2 separate regions of the Anas platyrhynchos genome follow, and region 2 is linked to region 1. The links are chromatin contacts, called in public Hi-C maps. All regions are on one chromosome and are shown on one strand. Each heading gives the region's core, a stretch centred on a gene start, on an enhancer-like site or on the middle of the called end of the contact. The rest is flanking DNA. Distances are from core to core; before and after follow the strand shown. Region 1 holds the start of EXOC3L4 (exocyst complex component 3 like 4). Region 2 has its middle 18 kb from the start of LBHD2.

The links. Hi-C and Micro-C count contacts between places; a contact is called where the count stands out from the background.
Region 2: a Hi-C map of skeletal muscle shows a contact between it and region 1, with 1.8 times the contacts expected there. The contact joins the enhancer-like site here to the promoter of EXOC3L4 in region 1. A contact is called at or near these places in 2 of 8 Hi-C or Micro-C datasets (skeletal muscle and subcutaneous adipose tissue).

Annotation. Positions count from the first base shown.
Region 1 is chr5:10,915,075-10,920,646 of IASCAAS_PekinDuck_T2T, reverse strand. It overlaps EXOC3L4 (exocyst complex component 3 like 4), which reads left to right and starts at 1,878. Exons shown (of 12, transcript XM_038179851.2): 1 at 1,878-2,362; 2 at 3,789-4,185. The coding sequence starts at 3,834.
Region 2 is chr5:11,008,073-11,013,530 of IASCAAS_PekinDuck_T2T, reverse strand. No RefSeq gene overlaps it. Among named protein-coding and RNA genes, the nearest start is that of LBHD2, 18 kb to the right of the region's middle. Within about 2 kb of position 3,395, at least 2 of the 8 cell types and tissues checked have an H3K27ac peak or open chromatin away from gene starts, as enhancers often do.

The DNA of each region.
Region 1 (5,572 bases), core at 629-3,128:
AAAATTCGTGTGGCTAAAGCACACCTTGAGTTGAAGCTGGCTGTGTCTGTGAGAGAAAATAAAAAGGGTTTTTTTAGATATGTGAATGGAAAAAGGAGAACTAAAGAATACATAGGGCCGCTCCTTGACAGGGAAGGTCTTCTCACAGACGATGACATAGGCAAAGCAGAGACGCTTAACGCCTTCTTTGCCTCTGTCTTCAATGCCGATGATGGGCTTCGGGACCCAGGGTGCCCCGAGCTGGAGGACCGGGACGGTGGGGATGACAAACTCCCGACCGACCCTGAACGTGTGCGGGATCTGCTACTCCACTTGGATCCCTACAAGTCCATGGGTCCGGATGGGATTCATCCCCGGGTGCTGAAGGAGCTGGCGGACGTCATCGCGGAACCTCTCTCAATTATTTTTCAACGATCCTGGGAGTCTGGAGAGGTCCCGGTAGACTGGAAGCTGGCAAATGTTGTGCCGATTTTCAAGAAGGGTCAGAAAGAAGACCCTAGCAATTACAGGCCTGTCAGTCTCACGTCAGTGCCTGGTAAAATCATGGAGAAGATGGTTCTCGAACGTATTGAGGCGCACCTGGGGGACAAAGCAGTCATTGGTCCCAGCCAGCATGGGTTTGTGAAGGGTAGGTCCTGCCTAACTAACCTGATTTCCTTTTATGATAAGATCACCCGTATGGTGGACCAAGGGAAACCAGCTGATGTGATTTTTTTGGACTTCAGCAAGGCTTTTGACACGGTTTCCCATAGGATCCTACTGGACAAAATGTCCAGCATACAGCTAAATAAAAACATCATACGATGGGTGAGCAATTGGCTAACGGGCAGGGCCCAAAGGGTTATGGTGAATGGGGCTGCGTCAGGCTGGCGGGCGGTCACCAGTGGGGTCCCTCAAGGCTCCATTTTAGGGCCGGTACTTTTCAATATTTTTATAAACGATCTGGATGTAGGAATAGAAGGCATTTTGAGCAAGTTTGCTGATGACACCAAACTTGGAGGAGTTGTGGACTCGAATGAGGGTGGAAAGGCCTTGCAGAGGGATCTGGATAGGTTGGAGAGCTGGGCGATCGCCAACCGCATGAAGTTCAATAAGAGCAAGTGCCGGGTCCTGCACCTGGGACGGGGAAACCCTGGCTGCACGTACAGACTGGGCGATGAGACGCTGGAGAGCAGCCTAGAAGAGAGGGATCTGGGGGTCGTGGTAGACAACAAGTTGAATATGAGCCGGCAGTGTGCCCTGGCAGCCAGGAGGGCCAACCGTGTCCTGGGGTGCATCAAGCACGGCATCGCTAGTAGGTCGAGGGAGGTGATTGTCCCGCTCTACTCTGCGCTGGTGCGGCCTCACCTCGAGTACTGTGTGCAGTTCTGGGCACCACAGTATAAAAAGGACATGAAACTGTTGGAGAGTGTCCAGAGGAGGGCTACGAAGATGGTGAAAGGCCTGGAGGGGAAGACGTACGAGGAACGGCTGAGGGCACTGGGCCTGTTCAGCCTGGAGAAGAGGAGGCTGAGGGGAGACCTCATCGCAGTCTACAACTTCCTCGTAAGGGGGTGTCGAGAGGCAGGAGACCTTTTCTCCATTAACACCAGCGACAGGACCCGCGGGAATGGAGTTAAGCTGAGGCAGGGGAAGTTTAGGCTGGACATCAGGAAAGGGTTCTTCACAGAGAGAGTGGTTGCACACTGGAACAGGCTCCCCAGGGAAGTGGTCACTGCACCGAGCCTGACTGAATTTAAGAAGAGATTGGACTGTGCACTTAGTCACATGGTCTGAACTTGGGTAGACCTGTGCGGTGTCAAGAGTTGGACTTGATGATCCTTAAGGGTCCCTTCCAACTCAGGATATTCTATGATTCTATGATTCTATGATTCTGAGCCCTTGTACCCAAACCCCGCAGGGCTTCACCCCGCTGAAGGCAGGACCAGGGGCTGCAGGATTCCTGCTCCCCCCTACCCCGTTCAATCCCTGTTTCACCTTCAGCACAGAGGCTGCCTCTCTATTCCCACCCCTCGGTTAAATATTAACCCTGGAGGATTGTTACCTTCTTTTCTTTTAAATTCCCATCTAATGAAAGTGAAAGAGTGAAAGCCCAAGGCTCTCCTGGGAAGCAGGCAGGTGAAGCTGACAGAGGTGCTGGGCAGGAGGGGCCGGGACCCCCTCCCACCGCCAGGAGCCCTTCTGCAGAGGACAGAGCCCGATGGAGAGAGGCGCCGTGCCCGCAGCGAGCCCCCCGGCCACGCAGGCGGATGGAGGCAGATGAGCTCGCCCTGACAGCCAGCCCCACGACCCCTGCACAGAGCTGCTCGCCAGTCCCGTGGACCACATCCAGGTTATCCCAGCGGAGAGGATCGGTGCCGGGGTGTGTTTCCTTCCCTTCCCCTGCCCACGGGTTTGCTCCAGGTCCTGCTGCCTTGTCTCCCTGCCCCTTCCACCACGATGCGGGGTGTGAGCCAGGAATTTAGTTCCCTTCCCTCTAAGCCCCTGGGAACGGGGTACACCCCCTCCTTCTCTTCTTCCCTTCCCCTGACCAAATATTTCCTCCGAAAAAGGATCAAGGCAGGGTCCGAGCCCCGCTGTGCCAGGAGCTCAGCCCACCCGCGGGAAGATGCAGACCTCGCAGCTCATAACCTGGGCAATAATTGCGCACGAGGGAGAGGAAATCTGGCCAGGCTAGGATCAGGGAGGGCTGAGAAGTATTTTCAGAGTCCCAGCAGGTCTGTTCTCTGTAATCGTATTTCAATCTCTGGCTCCTGCGAGCTTGACAGACCTGAGACAGGCCAGGGTGACCTCAAAGAATAGCTGCTTCTAATGATTTAAACTGATTGCCTGAGTCTGCGCTGGGAGAAAGTGGCTTTTACCATCCTCAGACCTGCAGTGCACAACGTCCCCGTGGCCTGGCCGTGCTGGTGGTGACCTGGTGGCAGACAGGGATGGAAAGGAGGGCACAGCCTCTCCCATTGCCCCTTCCCAGGCAGCCCTCAGCAGGCAGAGAGGAGCTGGTCTCTGTGCTGCAGGGTGGGAGCCAAGCAACTGCAGGGGTGCCACTGCTGCCCAGGAGCACTGGCAGGGGTGTTTCTGCTGAGATCTGGATGCCCTGGGCTCCTGGAGGCACAGCACTCCACATCACCCCCCTCAGCTCGAGCAGGAGCTCGGTTGAGACACCCAGCCTCAGCACCACACGAGGCAGATGAGTGATGTGAACCTTCAGGGCATCGTAAAGCCTGCTGTGCTGTAACCATGACGATCTGGGGAGGCCAGCTTGTGGTGGTTGGGATGGAAGGGGCAGGAGCAGAGAGGGGAGATCCGCTCAGCCCCCTTCCCCTGGGCACCCCCAGCAGCAGCCACCTGGGGCTCCAGCAGGGCAGGGCCAGTGGCACGGCCCACACTTGCCACATCCATGTCAGAAAGTGGGAATTACCCTACTGAGACACAGCCTGCAGGGCTGGAAATCCACCTGGAAAAAGGGAAGTGAGAACATGCCTTGTTACCAGCTGAAATGGTGTGCCCGGCAGATTTCATCCTTGGCATTCAGTGATTGTTTGGTGCTGGAGGAAGAGCTGCCACGTGCCTCATCTAAGGAGTTAGCTGGAGCCTTGCAGGGCTACGTGCAGACCAGCACGTGCACCATGTAGGTAGAAAGGCTGTTTTGGTGGTGACAGGCTAGAACCACTTTCTCTGTCCTTGGATTAGGTACGGACCAGATTTTCCAGTCCAGGACCGGCTTTGGAAACACCCCAAGGCTGCTAGGATCCTCTCATCTCACCCTGTGGTTTTGTTTATTTCAGTGACTACTGTCGACCTTTTTGGAAATCCTGTTGTTGAAAGACAAGATGAGTATAAAACTGAAACTGAGTCCAACAACAGCAGCCTCAGAACCAGCCTCTCCAACAAAGAGTGAAGGGAAGGAGATGGAGGTCGCTCCAGAACTGGGCAGCCCGACTTTGCATGGCGAGAACATAGGACTCCTTGAAAGAGGTCTTAAAACAATGCTAAGCATCCGGAAATCCAAGCGAAGCCTGAAGAAAGAGAAAGAACAGGAAGGCACTGGCACTTTGAGGAAAAAAAGACTTTCTTTTCTGTCCTCCAAGAGCTATGAAGAGAACAAAACTACAGTCCCTAATGATTTGGAGGAGGTTGTTGAGACAATAGAAACGGAGCCCATTGAAGGAAAACCTCTTTCAGGTAAGAAGCAAAATATATGTAACCCTTGTAGAGCTTAGGGATATGGTTTAGTGGGGACTGTTAGCGTTAGGTCAGAGGTTGGACTCGATGATCTTGAGGTCTCTTCCAACCTAGAAATTCTGTGATTCTGTGATTCTGTGATTCAAGCAACTTAGACTTTGCAAGCCTTGGGAGCCTGCACTGTGCTGTGATAACCTTATCAACCACCTTTGTAGGATCAGTGCACCAACCCGGTGGTTCACGTGTCAGTGGCCATAGCACACACCACACATATCAGTCACCAATCTGCCGAGCACGGTTTGGGAACTGCTTGTCTGACAGCATCTACAAGCACAGTGTGGGCTCTTCCTACACTGTTGCCTGCGTTGCACTTTCGGATAATTTCTGCTCGGCAGCTCTCAGACTGATGATCCCCAGCCTGCACTCGATTGGTTTCTGCAAGGCTTTGATAAATAGTCCCATTAAGTAAAGTCCTAAAATAAAATATTTGGATGAGAGGCACATGTGGCTGGCCATGAGAAATGCAGTGAGTCAGCCACATTCACAGACCCCAGTTTTTTCACTCTCACTGAATGCACAGCGCTTCAGAAACAAGTGTTATTGTTGGTTAGTCCATTTGGGGCTGGGAGGAAAGGCTCCTTCCTCCGTGGTGGGGAAAAAGGTGGTTTGGATATGGTCTGGGCTGGCACCTCCACCTTGGTTCTCAATCTTACAGCCTTGCAAGGGGACTTCCACAGAGGTTTTTGCTCCCTTATGCTGACTTCCCATCTATTCTCACAACTGTGGTGCTGCAAGTATGTGCTTGGTTTGTTTTCCCCAGGCTGGTTTCTCTTACACATTTTGTCAGCATTATGTAGAGAGGTCTTGGTCAAATTTTAATTCCCCAAGTGTGGATAGACTGCAATGACTTTTATCTTTTGCACTGTTCTCTTCCACATTTCCAAGGCAGAAATACAACAGCATTTCCAGGAGATGGACTGAGGTGGGTCAACGCAGTTTGACCTTTCCTCAGCTTAAATTTCTAGAAATAAATTCTTGTCCCACTGCATCGGATGCCATGGGTATCAGCAAGAAGGACTGAAGCTGTCTCACTGCTATAGCGTGCTCTGCAGTGCCATGGAGTTATTTATTGCTTTGCTCTGATACACTGCGAGGCTGGTGGGCTGGATCTGAGCCCATGCCATAAGCTGTGCCAGTCTGTTCCCAAAGGGTCACGGAGGAGGTGTTACAGGAAATGTTACCCTGCTAAAACCCTTTTCAAGTCCTGCAATCCACAAGTTGAGGAATTGCACAAATAAGACCCGTCCTGTGCCCAATAACTCATGATTAGCCTGGACTGGAGCAGCTCTGTCAGAAGCGCATCCCATCCTGAGATAAATATGGCAAG
Region 2 (5,458 bases), core at 2,146-4,645, 91 kb before region 1:
CCATCTTGCAGGGGGAACCCACGGGTTTGAACGATATCATTCAGAAATATCCTTCTCTTGCTTTTCAAAGACTTCAGGCATTCCTAGCACACATGATCCTTGATAAATTTTCTGAGCAAGTGACATTAATGAACCTGGGGCATGGAAGGCCAAGCTGCAACAGGGCACGCTCCTTGCTGCTGAGGGTGTCCAGAGAAACCCTACCAGTGAGAAGGGCAAGACCGAATAACGCAGTGGTATCTCTCTCCACACATTTTCAGTAAATGGTGGATTATATTTCTGAATAAAGCACATCAAGCATTTTGGATGGCTCAGCGACTGTTCTACACTGAAATGCTTTCTAGCTCCTTTTTCACATACTGTCACCAGGTCTTACGGAGTATCTCACAAGTGGAAAATGAGGTGGAATTGAAATAAATTGCCCTAGAGGCAGCTGCAGGCTCATGGGTGTTTAATGTGTAAAATCTAGCAAGCATCATTTCCCTTGCAAGATATCCTTTTGCCAGAGGTTTATTGTACAAGCCGTACGATGCTGCTGTTATTTGTGTTGTTATCAGGCTCTGCACTCACACAAATTAGGGCCTCTGAATCTGACACCTTGCTGCACGAGAACAGCAGCCCTGCACCCGGCAGCTTCAGCTTGCGGCACAGAGGACAGATGCCGGAGGAAAAGAAAGGCACAGGAAGGCTCAGTTACCCACCTCAGTTTGTGCCACAAACACCAGACCCAAATTCAGAGCCCCGCAGCTGCAGGCACATCCTGAGCCTGGCGCCAGTTCCACATCCTCAGGGCAGGTTTCTGAGGCATGCCTCCTCCTCTCTGCATCTCGGAATGAGTTATGGCTGGAATGAGGGACACAGCTGGGGCCGAAACATAAAAACGTAAGAGGGGAAAGAATAAAAGGAAGCAGTGAAGGAGGATGAGCGCATTTTCAGGTGACTTGGGGTGACGGGGATGAAAGAAGAGGTCAGGTAGCAGTGCTGACAACAGCGCAGAGCGAGTAGGAAGATGGGCAGGAGGGCCACCAAGCAGGCATGAGGCCGCTGCTGGTGAGAGGACGTGAGGGCAGGGGTGGCGTGGGTCAGGAAACGGCAGAGGAGCTGGCAGACAGGCTGGGAACAAGGGGGGAGGCAGCAGGTCTCTGCGGGAGCTGTAAGCTGAGGGCTCGGGTAAAGATTTCGGCTGGGTCATGGGGTAGGTGGAGGATGCTGCAGAGGCACAGACACGTGGGGCAGCGGGAAGCAGAAGAGGAAGGAAACCACAGGATCACTGCATGGCCGAGGTTGGAAGGGACCTCTGGAGATCACCCAGTCCAACCCTCCTGCCAAGCACGATCACCTAGAGCACACTGCACAGGATGGCATCCAGGTGGGTTGTGAACATCTCCAGAGCAGGAGACCCCACAGCCTCGCTGGGCAGCAATGGAAATGGAAGCGCAGTGACCCTGCCAGGGACACCGGTGCTGCAGACTTTCGGATGAGGGCGTGCGGGGAAGGGCAGAGAAGTGACAATTATGGATGACCTTTTTCCTTGGGAAAAAGCACATCTGTCCCCATACCAGATGGTGGGGTGTGAAAGCAAGGGCATTAATTGAGCGGCTACCCTCAGCTGGGGGCAGGAGCACAGCCGTGCAGCCTGGAAGCTCAAGCTGCCGTGCTTGACCTTGCAGCATCAAGGATTTGCGGCCGGGCACCAACAGCACTCCCACTCATTACCCACACCCTGTGGGCAGCCAGGAGAGGCTGTGGGCATCCCTGGGGCCGTGGGGCTCAGGGCAGCAGCCGAGGAAGCTGTGCTTTTGGGGGAGGCCCACGAGAGGGAGCCAGGAGTAAAGGAAACGAGGCCGCTGCCTCCGCCGCGCCCCGGCGCCTGAGGGGCTCCGCAGGGGGACCTGGGCACCTCGCACCCATCCCGCACCCTGATGGGCTTGGCCCCCAGGGGGTTAATCATGCACATCTGCCTCATTTGGGTGCTTTGGGTGACCCGCTGGGCTCTGAGCTAGCGAGGAGGGCGAGCACACCCCGTCTGCTCAAGCGCTGTGCCACTGAGCTCAGCACCTCGAGGCCTGCACCCGGGGGAGATGCACCCAGGCGTCTGGGCATTGCCCTGAGGGAGCTGTGGTGGTGGCCTAAAGTGCGGGGAGATGTCAGTGGCAGCAGCCCTGGGAGACCACTGTGGCACCAGGAGGCCTGTGTGGCACCTGAAGGCTTTTGTGGCACCCGAAGGCTGAGCTGGGCAGAGGCAGGGAGGCCCTTGAGGCCGCACGGGTAACCTGCCGCGTGGAAGTGTCTGCTTGGAAAAGTGGCTGCGAAGGAAAAATACAGCCCTTATTGAAAGGCAAATGAGTAGCAGGCTCTCTCTGCGAGCGTTCAGGGAGAGCATACAGGGCCCGCGTTGTTATTACTCTCCCGAAGCTTCCTAGCACGCTGCGAGAGGCACAGCCAGGGCTGGATAAATAATACATCATAACGCTGAAGTCCCAGAGAGGGGACTTGGAGGTGGTTCAAGAGTTCAATGAGTTATCAGCTCCCCTTAGGGTGCTTTATTTTTCCTTGCAAAGGATGCTATCAATCTCGATAACTCACTAGCTACCAAAAATAATAATAAGTAAAAGATCATTATGTTGAAATATGTGTTGTAAAGCAGCACAGCAATTTGGAAGATTAATTCAGTCCAGAAGGGGCAATAGCTGCTGGCTAGCGATGGGCTGGACACCAATTACTGCTCTCACTCATTACTTGCATGGACAGGGATTGGGAAAACACCTGCAGTGCATGAATAATTCTCCTTGAGTTAATATGCTTTCATTCAGTGCTGATTAACTCTATTTATACCTCATCTATGGTGATGAGAGCAATGTGATTCATTCCTTTATTTCTGTAACTCTCTGATAAACTGCATTTATTCGCCACCTCTGACCCCCTCACGTGCACACTGCCTATTAATCCTCCTCAGCCCAGGCTGCTGCTACTATCCCAGACCCTTCAGCAGCCATCAAGCAGCTGCTTCTCATTTTCCTCCTTTCATTTAAAAGCACCTGCTACAAAAATGTGGGTCGAGGGAGAAAATGGACTGGAAATTTCACTGTGATGGCGAGGGAGGGGGTGTGTACTTTGTGTGCATAATACCCAGCTCTGTAGGGTGCACGTCCTGTAGTGAAGTCTTGAAGTGCTGCTGAAGGAATAATGATCAAATGTGATCAGTTTGCTGTATTCGGTCCTGGGTGAGTGACAGCTGCACGATAAGGCATCCTGGCCACAACGTGACATGCCAGACGTGAACATCTTGAAAGCATATTTTGCCATCGGAGTCACTGAAAACTGACCTGTGCCTTGGGATAGGTTTTTTCTTTTCCCTGTTGTTTTCAAGCCTCTGTCTCCTGCCCTGAGTCAGAGCTACAGAGTTCATGAACTGTGGTTTACTTTTCCAGCAGGCTGATTGAGACACGTTACAGCTACGCAGTGTCTCCTGAGGCTGGCAGGGTGAGGGCACAGAGACCTTGGCTGTACGAAATGTTCCTGCTCCCATCAACACAGTGCCACCCAAACCCAGCACCAAAACGTGTCTTAGGGTAAGGGATGTGAAATAGAAATATCCGACTGCTTGCAGGAGGTAGAGATGCTCTTTTGCTCCTTTGCAAGTGGGGATGAACAAGTACCCAGTGCAAATGCTGCTAATAAAACCCCTCACGTTCACAACAAAAGCACAGACATGCATTCGAGCCCAGTCTGAAAGAAAACTGGAGAAGTTCCACTTCAGTTGTCAGCATCACTTGTCACTCTAGGAATCATTTAGGCTTTGCTGGGCTGGTGGTTGGCCTGTGTTTTCTTGTAAGCTCCCTTCCAGCTCCCCAGGCACGAGTATTGCAGAGCCTCTGGGTTTCCAGTACAGCAGGCAACCATTTTAAAGCTTTAAAATATTACCTGGAGATTACTTCAGATCAGAACCGTGGAACAATTTGGGTTAGAAGGGACTGCTGGAAGCCATCTGGTCCAACCCCCCATACAGAGCATAAGTAACTCCAAAATTAAGCCAGGGCCTTTCCCAGTTGAGCTGTGAAAATCTGTATGGGTGCAGATTGCTCAGCCTTTGCAGGTGACCCGTTCCCATGTCACCATCCAGAGCCACGCTTAATGGAGAAGTGATTTGTCTCATAACTGCAATTTTCATGGCCTGTAGCACCTCCTGTAACCCCAGAAACGTGGCATTTCTGCTCAGCCTTGTCCATGCTCTTCCCACAGCTCAGCATGTGCTTTCCTGGGCCAGGACAGGCTGGACTCCCCAGGCAGGATGAAATGCCTCCTCTAAGACCTGCTGCCCAACACTGAGCTGTGGATCTTTCCCCTCCAACTTTCTGAGGGCATGTTCCTCCTTTGCATTTTCCTTTGATCATCATTTCAAAATCTTAAAGGGATTCAGCTGTCGGCTCTGTTTATCTTCCTACCCTTTCTTCTCATTCAAGGTTTCCGAACACCTTCCCCAGGAGCGAGATAAAGGCTTACACACAAACCCTGGCCTTTTTGTCTAATTCCCCTGCCTGCCTGCCTCTCCTCACCGGCCTTGTCAGGCTTAAATGTGGTTGCACGGTTCTGGCAGATGCTTCAAGACAGCTCACTGTCTTCTGGGTGCTCAGCTGTAAGGCTTGCTGGGCCCAGGATTGGCAGCTCTGCTCCCTTTCCACAGGTTAGAAGGGCAGCCTGCACCCCAAATCTTAGAGGACCTCTGAGATGCAAGCTGGTCATTGGGGAAAACGGGTTCGGGCTTCAGTCCCACTGATCAGGACTCTTCACCAGGGTCTTTACCTGCTTTGGAGGATGGACATCAGGGTCAGCCTCGCTTTGCCTCCTCTTGGCTTTTCTCAGCGCTACGTCTTTTAATTTTGGCTCTCCTTGCTGTGGCTTTTCTCACTTGCAAGGCGCACTCACTCCCCAGAATCAGCCCTCCCACGACAGCTACAAGGTGTAACTCCAGTAGATTCGCTACCAAAAATACTCCTCACTCCCCACCCTGGACTCCCGGCGCTCCTCTCCTGCTGCATCCCGACACTTTTCCAGCCCAGTTCAGCTCGGGTGGGGTCTGCAGCTGGTGCAGCTGGTGCTGTTGGGTTACACGGCTGTACCCACGTCTGGCAAACCTCTCTGCCCCTCGCACTGCCCCGCACGTTGCTCCCCCTGCCCTCCAGCGCTCGGCGTGCGGGCTGGCAGCAGGCACATTCCGGAGCCACGCTTAATGGAGAAGTGATTTGTCTCATAACTGCAGCTTTACACAGTGTGCTCCTGTGGGCGTTACAAATTGCTAAGCAGATTTAAAGTGTTCTTTGAGTTGCAAACTGCAGTATTTCTCCACATAGTGATTATTATTCATCTTTTCCAAGACACCGTGGGCCTGATCCTGCAATCTGCACTCCTATTAAAGTCAGTGCTGTGGGAGTACTGCCGGCTTACAGACGGCAGGAGT